2 separate regions of the Sus scrofa genome follow, and region 1 is linked to region 2. The links are chromatin contacts, called in public HiChIP or PLAC-seq maps. All regions are on one chromosome and are shown on one strand. The core of a region is the stretch at or near the end of the contact, and the rest is flanking DNA. Distances in the headings are between cores, read along the strand shown. Region 1 holds the start of L2HGDH (L-2-hydroxyglutarate dehydrogenase, mitochondrial). Region 2 holds the start of VCPKMT (protein-lysine methyltransferase METTL21D).

Region 1 (6,308 bases), core at 2,543-5,042, 160 kb after region 2:
AGAACACCAATGGAAAGTGCTGGATGTCGCAGGATGAGGGCTCTGGCAGAGGCAAGCCCCACAATTCCGCCACCGATAATGACTACATCAAATGAGCTTTAAGAGAATGCACCTTTAAGAGAATGCACCTTTAAAGTAATGCATGTTTACAAGAGACTTTATTTTCATCTCAGTGGACAATTAAACTATTAATTTGTAATCATTAAAATCAAATATTTATTGGCCTAAATGAAGAAACCTTAATAAGTTACATGCATAGATAATCAGCCACACCAGCAGACAGAGTGGCTAGTTGCCCAAGCTGCTCTAGGTCTCTATAATAAACACTCTGCCTAGGCAGAGTGATAAGTGATCACTCTGTGTTAAGTGTCATACTCTTCTCTACCACCTATTTTAAAATTCAAGTGCAGTATTCTTGAGGATAATTTAACATTAATTCATTAACACCTTAGTGCGCAAAAACTTATAATATTTTTTTCTGTTGAGGAGGAAACAATAAGAATACCAAGCCTTAAGGAAACAAGTGGTCCAGAAATGGGCTCAGGATGACAGTTTTAGCCATAATAACCCTAACTACACAACCATTTAAAAAATTAAAAAGGGTATGTGTGGTCTGTCTAACTCTTAAAAGATTACCATTAGCACCAATCTCATGGTCAACAAATCTAGTTCACAGGAACATGGCCAATCTGCATCTTTTTTTTTTTTCTTTTTAGGGCCACACTCATGGCATATGGAGGTTCCCAGGCTAGGGGTCCAATCGGAGCTACAACTGCTGGCCTACACCACAGCCACAGCAACACGGGATCCAAGCCACGTCTTCGACCTACACCATAGCTCACGGCAATCCTTAACCCCCGAACAAGACCAGGGACTGAACATGCATCCTTATGGATGCTAGTCAGATTCATTTCCACTGAGCCACGATGGGAACTTCCAATGTATTTCACCCTCTCCTGCATTATGTTATTTCAGTGTAAGTCCTAAACATCATCTGTAAATATTTCAATACATTATTTCCAAAAGGGCTCTTTAAAAGGCACACACAATGCTGTTACTTTTTTTTTTTCTTTCTTTCTTTTTACAGCTACACCTGCATCAGATGGAAGTTCCCCGGCCAAGGGTGGAATCAGAGCTGCAGCTGCAGGCCTACGCCACAGCCACAGCAACAGTGGATATGAGCTGCATTTGCGACCTATGTTGCATCTTGCGGCAACACAGGATCCTTAACCCACTGAGCGAGGTCAAGGATCAAACCCCGTATCCTCAAGGACGCTATGTCAGGTTCTTAACCTGCTGAACCATAATGGGAACTCCAATGTTGTTATTCTAACTAAAAAAAAATTATCAGTTTTTCATTATCATCAAACATTCACACTAAAAATTTGAGAAGAAAACAGGAGAAAATCTTTGGTATCTAGGGCTAGATGAAGTGTTCACACCAAAAGCATGATCCATAAAAGAAAAAAATTGATAAATTGCTCTGCAAATGACCCTGTTAAGAGGGTAAGAGGACAACAAATAAATTGTGAGAAAACACTTATTTGTGAACTATATAGCTGACAAAGGACTCATTTCTCATATACATAAAAAACAAACAAGTCATTTAGAGAACAGGCAAAAGATATAAGCAAACATTTCATCATAAAGAATAGATATGATGGCAATAAAGAACATGAAAATACGCTCAGTACCTTCAGTCATTAGGGAAATGCAAACTAAAACTACAATAAGGTATCACCAGACCCCTTTCAGAATGGCTTTTTTTTTTTTTTAAGTGATAACTAAACATTGATGAGGATGAGAGGAACTAGACCAACCACACATTGCTGGTAGGAATGTAAAACAGTACAGCCATTCTGGAAAAAGAGCATGGCAGTTTCCTCAGAAACTATACCTGTGCGTACTACACGTCTTAGCAATTGCACTCTTTGGAATTTATCGCAGAGAAATGAAAACTTAATGTGCCTACAAAAATCTGTACATGTGTTCATAGCAGCTTTATTCATAATAGTCAAAACTGGAAATAGCCCAGATACCATTCAACTGGTTAAGCAAAGTGTAATACATCTAACACCACAGAGTGCTACTCAACAATTAAATGGAACCCACTATCAACACAGGCAACACCTTGGATTGATTGCAAGGATATTACGCTGTGTGAAAAAAGCCAATCTCAAAAGGTTACGTATTGTGTAATTCCACTTACATAACATTCTCAAAATTACCAAACCATAGAGCTAAAAATTTGTGGTTGCCAATGGTGAGAAAAGGTGGAGAGATGAGGTGTGAACACAAAGGGGTGGGTAACAAAATCTCTGTACTGATGGAACATTTGTTTCTTAATTGTGGTGGCAGTTACCCAAATTAACACATGTGATTAAACTGCATAGAAACACACACAAATACACAAATGAGTGCATTTAAATGATGAAATCTGAACAAGGTCTATGGATTGTACCAACGTCAATTTCCTAGTTTTGATACTGTATTACAGTTATGTAAGATGTTATTATTGGGGTAAATTGGGTGAAAAAGGCTACATGAGTACTCTCTGCTCTTTTTAAACTTCCTATGGATCTTTAATTACCTCAAAATAAAAAGTATAAATGAAACTTCACTCACCTTACTTTTCTTCTCTTAAGAAAAAGTTCCTAAAAGAACTGTCTACATACCCACACGATGAATCACTAAATCCTATTCCACTCTAACCCCTCTCCAATCTACTAATACATAGCAGCCAGAGTCAACTTTTGAAACATCAACATTTAATCACTTCTTAGAAATCCTCTAAAAGACTCCTAGCGGTCTTAGAACAAGGTTTCATACATAGTTAACACAAAAACCCTGCTGTGGTGCAGCCCCTCTCCACACGGTCTCTGTTCCTCTAAGCTCCAGTCACACTGATCTTGCTCACATTCTAGTTCTCTCAACAACCAAGAACTTTCCAGCTTTGAAACCTTCGCATAAACCATTCCCTCTACAGATAGCAGAGAAAGTCTCCAAACTTCGAATCACAGGATGCTGAATTCTGCAGGGTTTGCCTAGCAACTAACTGAGCTGCTTCTCACAGGGGCAACTCTATGCAGCATGTGTGTGCCAAGAACTGATTTAAGACCGGTTTCAGACCTTCCAAGTAAAACCATGGAGGCCAGCGAATAAACAGCCTATTTGATTGTTTACAGTGTGCTAGGTCCTTTAATCCCGCAAACGACCACCTACGCAATAGACTAGGATCCTATTCACAGCTGAGCCTTTAAGGAGCTTAAGTAACCCTCCCAGAGTGGACTAGGAGGTGGTGGATTTGTATTCAAAGCCTCAAGTATTCTTGACCTCTACTCAACACTGCCTTTCTTACTCTTTTCCTCACAGACACTACGAACGATTCCAGCAGGTAGCTCCTGGGATCAGAGGTTGGAGCCCGGGCTGCACAAGATCTCGACCTTCTCTCGCGCCTAGGACAGGGAAACAGAGCAAGGGCAGAGGTCCAGCACCAGGCACTTCTGAGAGAAGCAGCGCAAGCGGCGGGGGCGGGCCAGCGGCTACTCACCTGGTGCTGGCTCTGCGGCCACCTTGGCACAACAGCCAGAGGTTCCCTGGCGCGGGCGCGCCAGCAGCGAGGAAGCCTCCGGAGAAAGCCCCGCGGGCACGTCCGTAGACGCTGCCCAGGTAACGCAGCGCCGGCACCATCACCGGTGCCCCACTCCTACCCTGCCTCAAGCCCCAGAAGCGGCCCTGGATCCCAGCACTGCCCAAGTCCCAGTGCTGTCTAGCCCCGCCTCTTGCGCAGGGGCCAATGAGAGGCGCGCCTTTGCCTCACGTGGGAGCCGCCATTAATGGCCAATGGGCGCGCGCGGCAAAGGGCGAAGGGCAGGCCGGCGCTACCGTAGACGCCAGGGACGCTCACTCGCTCCCTCCCTCCCTTCGACGCTGTGAGTAAGGAGCTAGTCCCCGAGCGGGGCGGGACTAGGGGGTGGTTACGCTCTGCCTTTTCCCTTCTGCCCTAGCTGGGCAGACTGAAAATCTGGCGTGCCGACTCTCGCGTCCTCGACTTCGCTGCCGAGTGGACTCGGGGCCGCGAGAGAAAGTCGGGGGATGATTATGGAAAAAATTTTGGTTTGGGCAGGCCCAACAACCTCCCTTTTCTAGGCCCCGCCTTCTCAACCTCCCTCTGTCTGCGACTCTCGAAGCCCAGCCCCGCGTCACTCAAGGCCCCGCCCCGCACCGGAGGCCCCACCCCCTCTCAACCCCTCTCCACGTCACTCAAGGCCCTTTGCTGGGCACCGCAGTCTCCCACCCACGTAGGGGCGCTCGCTGCCCCGCCCTAGCTTCATTCGAACCGAGGGTCTGTCATGGCAACGCCTGTTAGCCTGCAGTTTCCTGGACTTCTATATATGGGCCTCCTAGCGCGTCATTCTTTCAGTCATTTATTGGTCCTTTAAATATTAAGAGGCTTGGTGAACCAGAGGGCTTGGTCTCTATAATTATTTAGCAATCTGTTTCCTTTTCTTAAATCCTGGACCGAGATACAGTTTTAAATATGCTGTGCGGGGCTAAGAATAGCGACTCACCTGTGCAGGTCACTTCAGATCTGTTTATCTGTAAAATGAAGGAAGTGGACTATGTGATCTTTGAAAGACCTTTGTAAAACTACGTGATTCTGTATCGCTATGCCTGTTTATCGCTATGCTCCCTATGCTTGATGGAAGTTTTTAATCTTTAGGGTCAGGACAGCTGAAGGGAACGAAAATAGAATGATGTAGCCTTATTGCTGGAAGGGCTTGATACCTCTCTGAATTTGGCTCCACTTATTAATCAGGTAGCTTGGGGAAGTCATTTCACCTCTTCGCCTCAGAACCTCCTCTGTGAACTAGGAGTTCTCCCTCATAGGGCTTTTTTTGCAGATTATATGATATAAGGCTTATCAGATGTTTAGCACAGAAAAGTGTTCAATAAAATGATGGCTTTTGTTATGTTTAAATGGTTTTATCACCTGGACAGTTGTACATATTTTCTTTATTTGTGAAGACATTGTGGAATGTTACCTGCTCGTTCATCACAAATGAAAAAAAAAGAAATAGTTTTTAGTTCGATTTTTCATTTTGAGCTAATTGTAGATTCCCATGTAGTTGTAAGAAACAGTCAAGTGATAACATCTTCTAAAATGATCATACAATATCACAACCAGGAAAATGACATCGACACAGGCCATGGATCTTATTCAGGTACCCCTCGTTTTACATGTATGTATGTAGTTCTGAATACTTCTATGGCATATGTATGTAGATTCTTGTATCCACAAGTCAAGCTGTAGCACAGTGCCATCACCACCAGGATCCCTCTGCTGGCGGGACACCCTCTTCCCCTTTCTCTTCTCCCTCTAAAGTTTTGTTATGTCAGGAATGTTATAATAAATGGAATTATATAGTATGTAATTTTCTGGAATTGGCTTTTTCACTCGGTGTAATCCCTTGAGTTCCATCCAAATTGTTGCATGTATTGATAGTTTATTCTTTATTACTGAGTAGTAGTTCATGGTATGGACATAACACAGCATGTTTAACCATTCACCCATTGAAGCTCTTTTTCAGTTCACCCATTGAAGCTCACCACATGTGAGCTCTTTCTAGTTTTTAGCTATTTCGAATAAAGCTGCTGTGAAAATTAGTGTACAGCTTTTTCTGTGAGCCTGTTTTTTGTATCTCTGGGATAAATGCCCAAGAGTCTAATTACTGGGTCATATGATGAGCACATGTTTAGTTTTGTGAGAAACTGCCAAACTTTTCCAAAGCGGCTGTACCATTTTACATTTCCAGCAGCAATATTGAGTAATCCAGTTTCTCCTCAGTGTCACCAGCTTTCAGTACTTTCACTATTTTTAATTTTAACCATTGCACAGGATGTAGTTGATTTTGAAGTATACAATTTGAGGGTCTGTGGTCAGGCTTTCATGGGTCACCCCACAGTAGTGACTTTATTACTCTGTGATTTTTAGCATGTGCTTCATAGATTAGCAAAGTGAAATAATTCAAAATACGTATGTTCTTTTTATAAAATTTTCTCTGCTTACCTCTCCCCTAGGTTTGACTGTACATTAATTTGTTTTATTTAGATAACTCAAATCACAAGCTCACCTTATATTCATTCACCCTGTAATGTCTTTGGCTAGAGACATTTGTATCCCAGTCAACACTCTTCTCAGTAAGAATTCATGCTCACCTTCCATGTAGGTCAGAACCAACAAGAAGTTAGTTCAATGAGTGTCAAGCAAGATTGGCCTAGGAGTTGCTTTGGGGACTTTTGCTTCT
Region 2 (6,323 bases), core at 785-3,284:
GCACTCTTAAAAACTGTATTTACTAGAGTTCCCTTTGTGGCTCAGCAGGTTAAGGACCTGATATTGTCTCTGTGAGGATGTGGGTTCAACCCCTGGCCTCACTCAGTAGGTTAAGAATCCGGCATTGTCACAAGCTATGGCGCAGATCAAAGATATGGCTCGGATCTGGCACTGCTGTGCCTGTGGTGTAGGTTGGCAGCTGCATCCCCAGTTTGACTCCTAGCCTGGGAACTTCAATATGGTGCAGGTGGGGCCACTAAAAACAAAACAAAAAATTTTTTCTTTAATTTAACAATCAATAATTTCCCTATAATTCTGACCCTAATTTGAACATAAGTTGGCTCAATGCCCATTACTTAAAAAATGAGTGATGTCTACAATATACACAAACTGATATTTAAAAAAAAATCCTATAAATGTAATAAATTTTGCCACAGAACAATGAATTCTTTACAATACAACTTAACAGTTAAAATCACTAATGTCATATTAAATTTACTTGGAATAGCTAAATAAAAAAAAATAACAATAAAAAATCTTAGCCTTACATAGGAGATCCAAAAGGCAAAATCCTTTAAAAATTTTATAGAAGCCTCTAGTAAAATGCATATAACACTTTTCTCAAAATGCTTCATGGGCCTCTATGTTAAAATCATGAGTGTGTAAGTTGTAGTCCGTGGTGACTTTTATTTTCTCTTTACTGTATCATCAATTACAGAATAAATTTGCATTAAAAGATGTAAAAATGCTTAGACATGTGTGCTTTAGAACCCATGGAAAACGGTGTATGCAACCTCTAAACGAAGAAATTTCACTCATTACTCACCTCTTCGTAGTATATGCAGTCAGCCATCAGTATGTAGTCTGGTGGAGAAGGAAAGTCTTCTATTTCTTCCCCCCTTAAAAATGTCAACCAAATATTTTTCACTGTTGCTTTAATAACTTAAAATATTCTTGTTTTATAAACAAGACCCAGAAAATTCCCTTCGAATTAACCGTACTTACAGTGAAACACAATTTAAAGCAAACTACAAATCGTTATCTAAAAAAAGCTTAAAGGCCATACAAACCATTTCAGTACCTTGGCTTGAATAGAACCAGTGACAAGATGCTTGTTCATATTAATATTCATCTTCAGTAAGTCCTGCAATTCCTCAAGATCGGTGACTATGACATCTGCCCTATAAAATAACATTGATTGAGGTAGAGGCACAAGGTTGGGAAGCCGGTAATGGCGGTTTCTCCAACAAAGCGCCGTCCCTTCCCGCCAGCTCTTACCCGAGGGTAGCAGCCATGAGCCCCACCGCCCCGGTGCCAGAGCCCAGCTCCAGCACCGACCGCTGGCTCAGAGTGTGGGCCCCATCGCCGGAAAACCCGGGCGTTTCCAGGTATTTAGAAAGGACAATGGCAGCGTCCCAAACAACGCAACCCACGCCGCCGGAGCCATACTGCTGCAGTCGTAACACCGTGCCATCTCGCTTCTCCAAAACTCGCACAAAGTTCAGCAGCGTGTCCTCCTCGGATGACTCCAGAGTAGCCGCCATCGCTGCCTGGCAACAAGATGTGGCGCACACAGTGACATCACAACCATGCGCACAGCCCCGCTCCTCGACTGGCTTGGGGCCCCGCTTCTCCTGGCGGAGGTGTTGGCGCCAGAGCGCATGCGCGAAGGCAGAGAGCCCGGAAGGCAAGGCTCCACCAAAGTGCCTACCCCGTGGCCAGGGCTTCCCCTAGGAGCGGAACTGACACGTTCTTCCCAAAATTTCAAGTCTGGCTTCAAGAACTGACAGTTTAGATCAATTTTCCGGACAAAGCTAGTATTATAATCTGCTCTTAAAAAAAAAAAAGCCAACCTGAGTATTTTTACCTGGTTGGAGACTGATTCACACAGCATTTGCCGGCCTTAAATCCAGGCAGCTTCCAAGATTCTACCGAGGATAGCTATCATCCTACTAATTTTAAATTTAGGAGGATAAGATTTTCTAACATGCTAATTTTTCATCTGAATGCAGTAACAGTGAAGGTAAAGTTATCCCTCCAAAGTTTACATCACTTGAATTCTTTAGGATTATGGAATTTTAATTGCACAAAATAGGGAAAATAATTTATTTCTACAGAACTCAACAATCTTACCCCCTTGTTCCATATAATGAAAACACATATTTTAAAAGTCTTTAAAAAATTAAGACTTGGGTGATTTATTAATCTTGTTAGAAACTCTGATACAAAGCACAGTAAAAGGCCACTGACCAGTAAATAAACAACGTGGCTTCTGACTACTTTACAACTGCTGCTGTGGCACTGAGAGCAAAACACACTTTTTCATCACTTTGAGGGAAGGAGTCCAAATCAAATGGCAAATAAAAGTTTTACTCACTTTTCTGATTAAAAAGTTTAATAAAGCTTTAAGTATATGCTGGTTTAAATATTACCAATCTAAAAAAATATTTTAAAAAATTTTATTAACACAGGATTTACAGGGAAAGTTATTAGGTTTTCAAGGCAATGCAGTTGGTTCCTAGGCCATAAGAAACTTGTCCTCTGAATTCATGAATTAGTAAAGTAGCAGATTGTATTATAGGCCTTAAGTCACATAAACTTATATACATTATTAGCACTGTCTTTAAATATACAATATAAACAAAACTGTACATATATGGCATATTAACTTTACATCCCAAAACAATAGGCAACTCGTTAGCTAAAGACATCATAGTCTGCAAAAACAAAAAGGCACATCTGTATAAGATATATGCCCTTTTTCCCTCTATGATTGGGTTAGGTAGTCTGTTTACATTTTGACAAAATAATAAACACAGTGCATTCTATTATTTTCATTCTCTTTTTCATTTTTGTCTTCAGCAGCAAATTCTGGCATTTAAGACATGGCATTAAAGAGTTTAAGAACAGTGGGTGTTATTCACAATTTTCCTAAATGTAAAAACTAGATGTAAAAACTAGAAGATGGTCAAAGAGGCTTAAAAAATCAGTATCACTCACCCCCCCCATACGTGTGTAAATTCACTGCCTTAAAAAGTCATCTATTACTCAAATTTGAAAAATTCCACAAATGCACTATCCCCTTTCAGTGCAATCAATTATCACTTTAAACCATATTTTAGCAGAGTCTACAGTGCAAATATAATTTCTTTATACTGGCCTTTTGGCAGCACTGAGGATCTAAGACAAGGCAATGCTACTGATCACCTGAGGATAATGGTAAAGGACTTCTGTATTTTCATTTTTCCAATTTTTAAAAGCTTATTTGATCAGTAGCATTTTTGTAAGAGCATTATTTTTAAAAAGTACTAAAATACTATGCATTTTTGAATAAATTAAAAAAAAACTTTACAAATACCATTCCAGTGTCAATGACTACATATGGCTAAGGTCATTGAGGAGTTTCTGCATTTTCTAGCAAAGGCAGTCTATACAATGGGGGGTGCGAAAGCTCCCGTTTATAAGTCTTTGGTGGCAGTTTTGGTAGGTGAGGGCTTGAATTCTGCCTTGGTGGAATGGGGGGGGCTTGAGGATGAGCGAGATTATTTTGACTAGAACTGAGCACATAGCATCGACGTGGTACTCTTGGAGATGGTGTGCTTGGAGGAGTGTTTGGAGAATTTGGACACATACTAACATCTCTGAACCAGTCTGGATCTCTGTGAAGATGTCCCAGTGGAGGTGGCTGGAGAGTGAATGGACAGTTTATAAAGTGTTCTGGAGGCCGAAGGGGAACCGGTGGAGGGGTATCAGGAAGAGGATCTCTTGGCGGTGGTAGAGGTGGACTAGGCAGAGGTCCGTCAAACACACCAGTAGGAGCAGGAACTCTGGGTTTTACCTTTGGAGGAGGAGGTTGTCTTGGCGGAATAGCAGGGGGGTCATCATCGGATTTCATATTTCCCTCAAAAACAAAAATATTAAATTATACTTCTGTTCTCCTGAAAAATTTGTGAGAAAAAGTCTTAAAAAGATTGAAAAATTCTTGCAAGTTAAATCTAGAAAGTCCAAAATACATTAATCTGGTTTAATGTTCAGATTTATGAATAAATTACTCCCAGCCTCACTCAAGGCTCAGTTTACTATTTTTATATATGAGATGTTTTAATTGAAATCTTAGAACATAAAGCCTCAGATTACCTTGTTTTGCATACACAGTTTATAAGTTTATGTATTTTAATTATAATAATGGGCAAGTGAGTGAAAAGAATACATAGCTTTTTAGACATGAAAGGACATGATATCAAGAGGACTTAATATGTATCCAAATATACCTTATTTGGTATATCAAAAATATCTTAATATACCAAATTCTAGTTTTTGGTCACTGACTTCTACTATCCTCAGTGAGGCTGAAAGTGGGAGTTTTTTAGTTGTTTTTCTTTTTTTCTTTTTATGGCTGTACTCGCAGCATATGGAGGTTACCAGGCTAGGGGTCCAATCAGAGCTGCAGCCACTGGCCTATGCCACATCCATAGCAATGCGGGATTTGAGAGCTGCGTCTGCAACCTATACCACAGCTCATGGCAATGCCGGATCCTTAACCCACTGAGCAAGGCCAGGGATCCAACTCACAACCTCATGGTTCCTAGTCAGGTTTGTTAACCACTGAGCCATGACAGGAACTCCAAAGTGGGAGTTCTTAAAATATGATATGATCCAGGGATCAACAGCATCAGCACTAGAAGGGAACTTGTTACAAATGCAGGAATTCCCATGGTGGCTCAGTGGAAACGAATCCGACTAGTAACCATGAGGCCTCATTCAGTGGGTTAAAGATCTGGCACTGCCATGAGCTGTGGTGTAGGTCACAGACATGGCTCGGATCCTGCACTGCTGTGGCCAGCAGCTGTAGGTCCGATTAGACCCCTAGCCTGGGAACCTCAATATGCTGTAGGTGAGGCCCTAAAAAGCAAAAAAAAAAAAAGGAAAGAAATGCAAATTCTTGAGCCCCAGATCTACTGAATCTGAAACTCTGGCCATCTGGTTTTAACAAGCCTTTCAGGTACTTCCGGTCAGACTAAAGTTTGGCGAACGCTCTGAATACTAAAATTCTTTCCATCTCTATCAGAAATAAATGGACTTCTGAGTATCTGTGAATCTTCCCAGCTTCTTTTTAAGAAAGAGTATTACGAGGATTAAACAATTATTTAAAGTATTTTTAAAATAAAACCACCTAAATGTTTAAAAACCATAAAGGGTGGCCAAAGTATAATCGACAGACTCTTTATAAGAACAAGCAAGTTCTGAGGATTCACAGCTTTGATTAAGTTAAGGCAAACCTAAGTCCTGTTGACTACCTTGGAATTTGAAGCATCATGATCAAACTTTTTTCGAGGAGGAAGCGGAGGAGGAATCAGTGGCTCTTCACTTAGTTTATGTAAACTACCACATGAACTGAAGAAAGACTCTGGAGGTAAAAAAAGATTAGTTTAACCACAATTCACAAAGCAGTTATAAGACAAAACTTTATTTCAATCTTTGATCAACCAACCTCCACTATGGCCAACCTCTGCTATGGCCTCAGTCAGGCTGTATTGCAGCTGACTATTGGTTTAGCCATCCTCTCCATTAAGCTGAAGGCTTGCTTTTTGAGGGCAGTGTGTACTTATTTTCATGTCTGTAGCATCCAGCACAGTGGTAGTGCATGTTAGGTACTAAGCTAAATGAAGATACACTATTTAATTAAGATCCAAATCTTTTTATAATCTAAAACAGACACAATAAGTATATTTGTCTATATAAACTGTAGTAAATCCCAGAGAAAGATCATTCATAAAGGGAGACCATGCATTTCTGAAGCAGCTATTATTGGATACATTTCTATACAGGTAATAAAACCTTCCATAGGGTAGGGTTGTACCACAGAACTTTTCTCTTTGCAAGTCTGTCACTGATAATATACAACCACATTAAAGGAAATTTACCAAACAATAAAAGCATTAGAGGAGATATCACCCCTAAATATGCCAATCAGACAAAGAATAAGAACTTTTTTTTGGCCACGCCTGAACCTGGAGAACTCCTTTTGATGATGATGAATCCATCCCATATGATTTAGTCAGCCAATTCCAGCAGAGTACTCCAATTCCAGTCAAGTGGACAAAGGACCTCTCACTTTCCTAACATGATCAGATGTTTATTTACCTCTCTTTCATGCATGCAGTCATGTACTTCATTGAAAAGCTGACCTTACCCCTTAACTCCAGAGATGGGGCCTGATTAGCATTCCCTCAGCCAGAGTAATTGGTTTAGCTATGGGCATATAACCTAATTCAGACTACTGAAATCTGAAAGGAGGTTTGCTAGAAGCTGCTGAAAAGGAA

The links. HiChIP or PLAC-seq counts read pairs in DNA pulled down with a chosen protein or histone mark.
Region 1: an H3K27ac HiChIP or PLAC-seq map of skeletal muscle shows a contact between it and region 2. The contact joins the promoter of L2HGDH here to the promoter of VCPKMT in region 2. A contact is called at or near these places in 4 of 47 Hi-C or Micro-C datasets (alveolar macrophages, embryonic fibroblasts, liver and 1 more) and 2 of 2 datasets of contacts at active chromatin or transcription factors (alveolar macrophages and skeletal muscle).

Annotation. Positions count from the first base shown.
Region 1 is chr1:180,065,376-180,071,683 of Sscrofa11.1, forward strand. L2HGDH (L-2-hydroxyglutarate dehydrogenase, mitochondrial) reads right to left here and starts at 3,793. Exons shown (of 10, transcript XM_001926818.5): 1 at 3,551-3,793; 2 at 1-96. The coding sequence starts at 3,690. It overlaps ATP5S (ATP synthase subunit s, mitochondrial), which reads left to right and starts at 3,782. Exons shown (of 5, transcript XM_013993389.2): 1 at 3,782-3,932. The coding sequence starts at 3,797.
Region 2 is chr1:179,905,405-179,911,727 of Sscrofa11.1, forward strand. VCPKMT (protein-lysine methyltransferase METTL21D) reads right to left here and starts at 2,035. Exons shown (of 6, transcript XM_021101519.1): 1 at 1,279-2,035; 2 at 1,071-1,181; 3 at 827-899. The coding sequence starts at 1,544. It overlaps SOS2 (son of sevenless homolog 2), which reads right to left. Exons shown (of 23, transcript XM_021101439.1): 22 at 5,298-5,407; 23 at 2,174-3,901. The coding sequence ends at 3,392.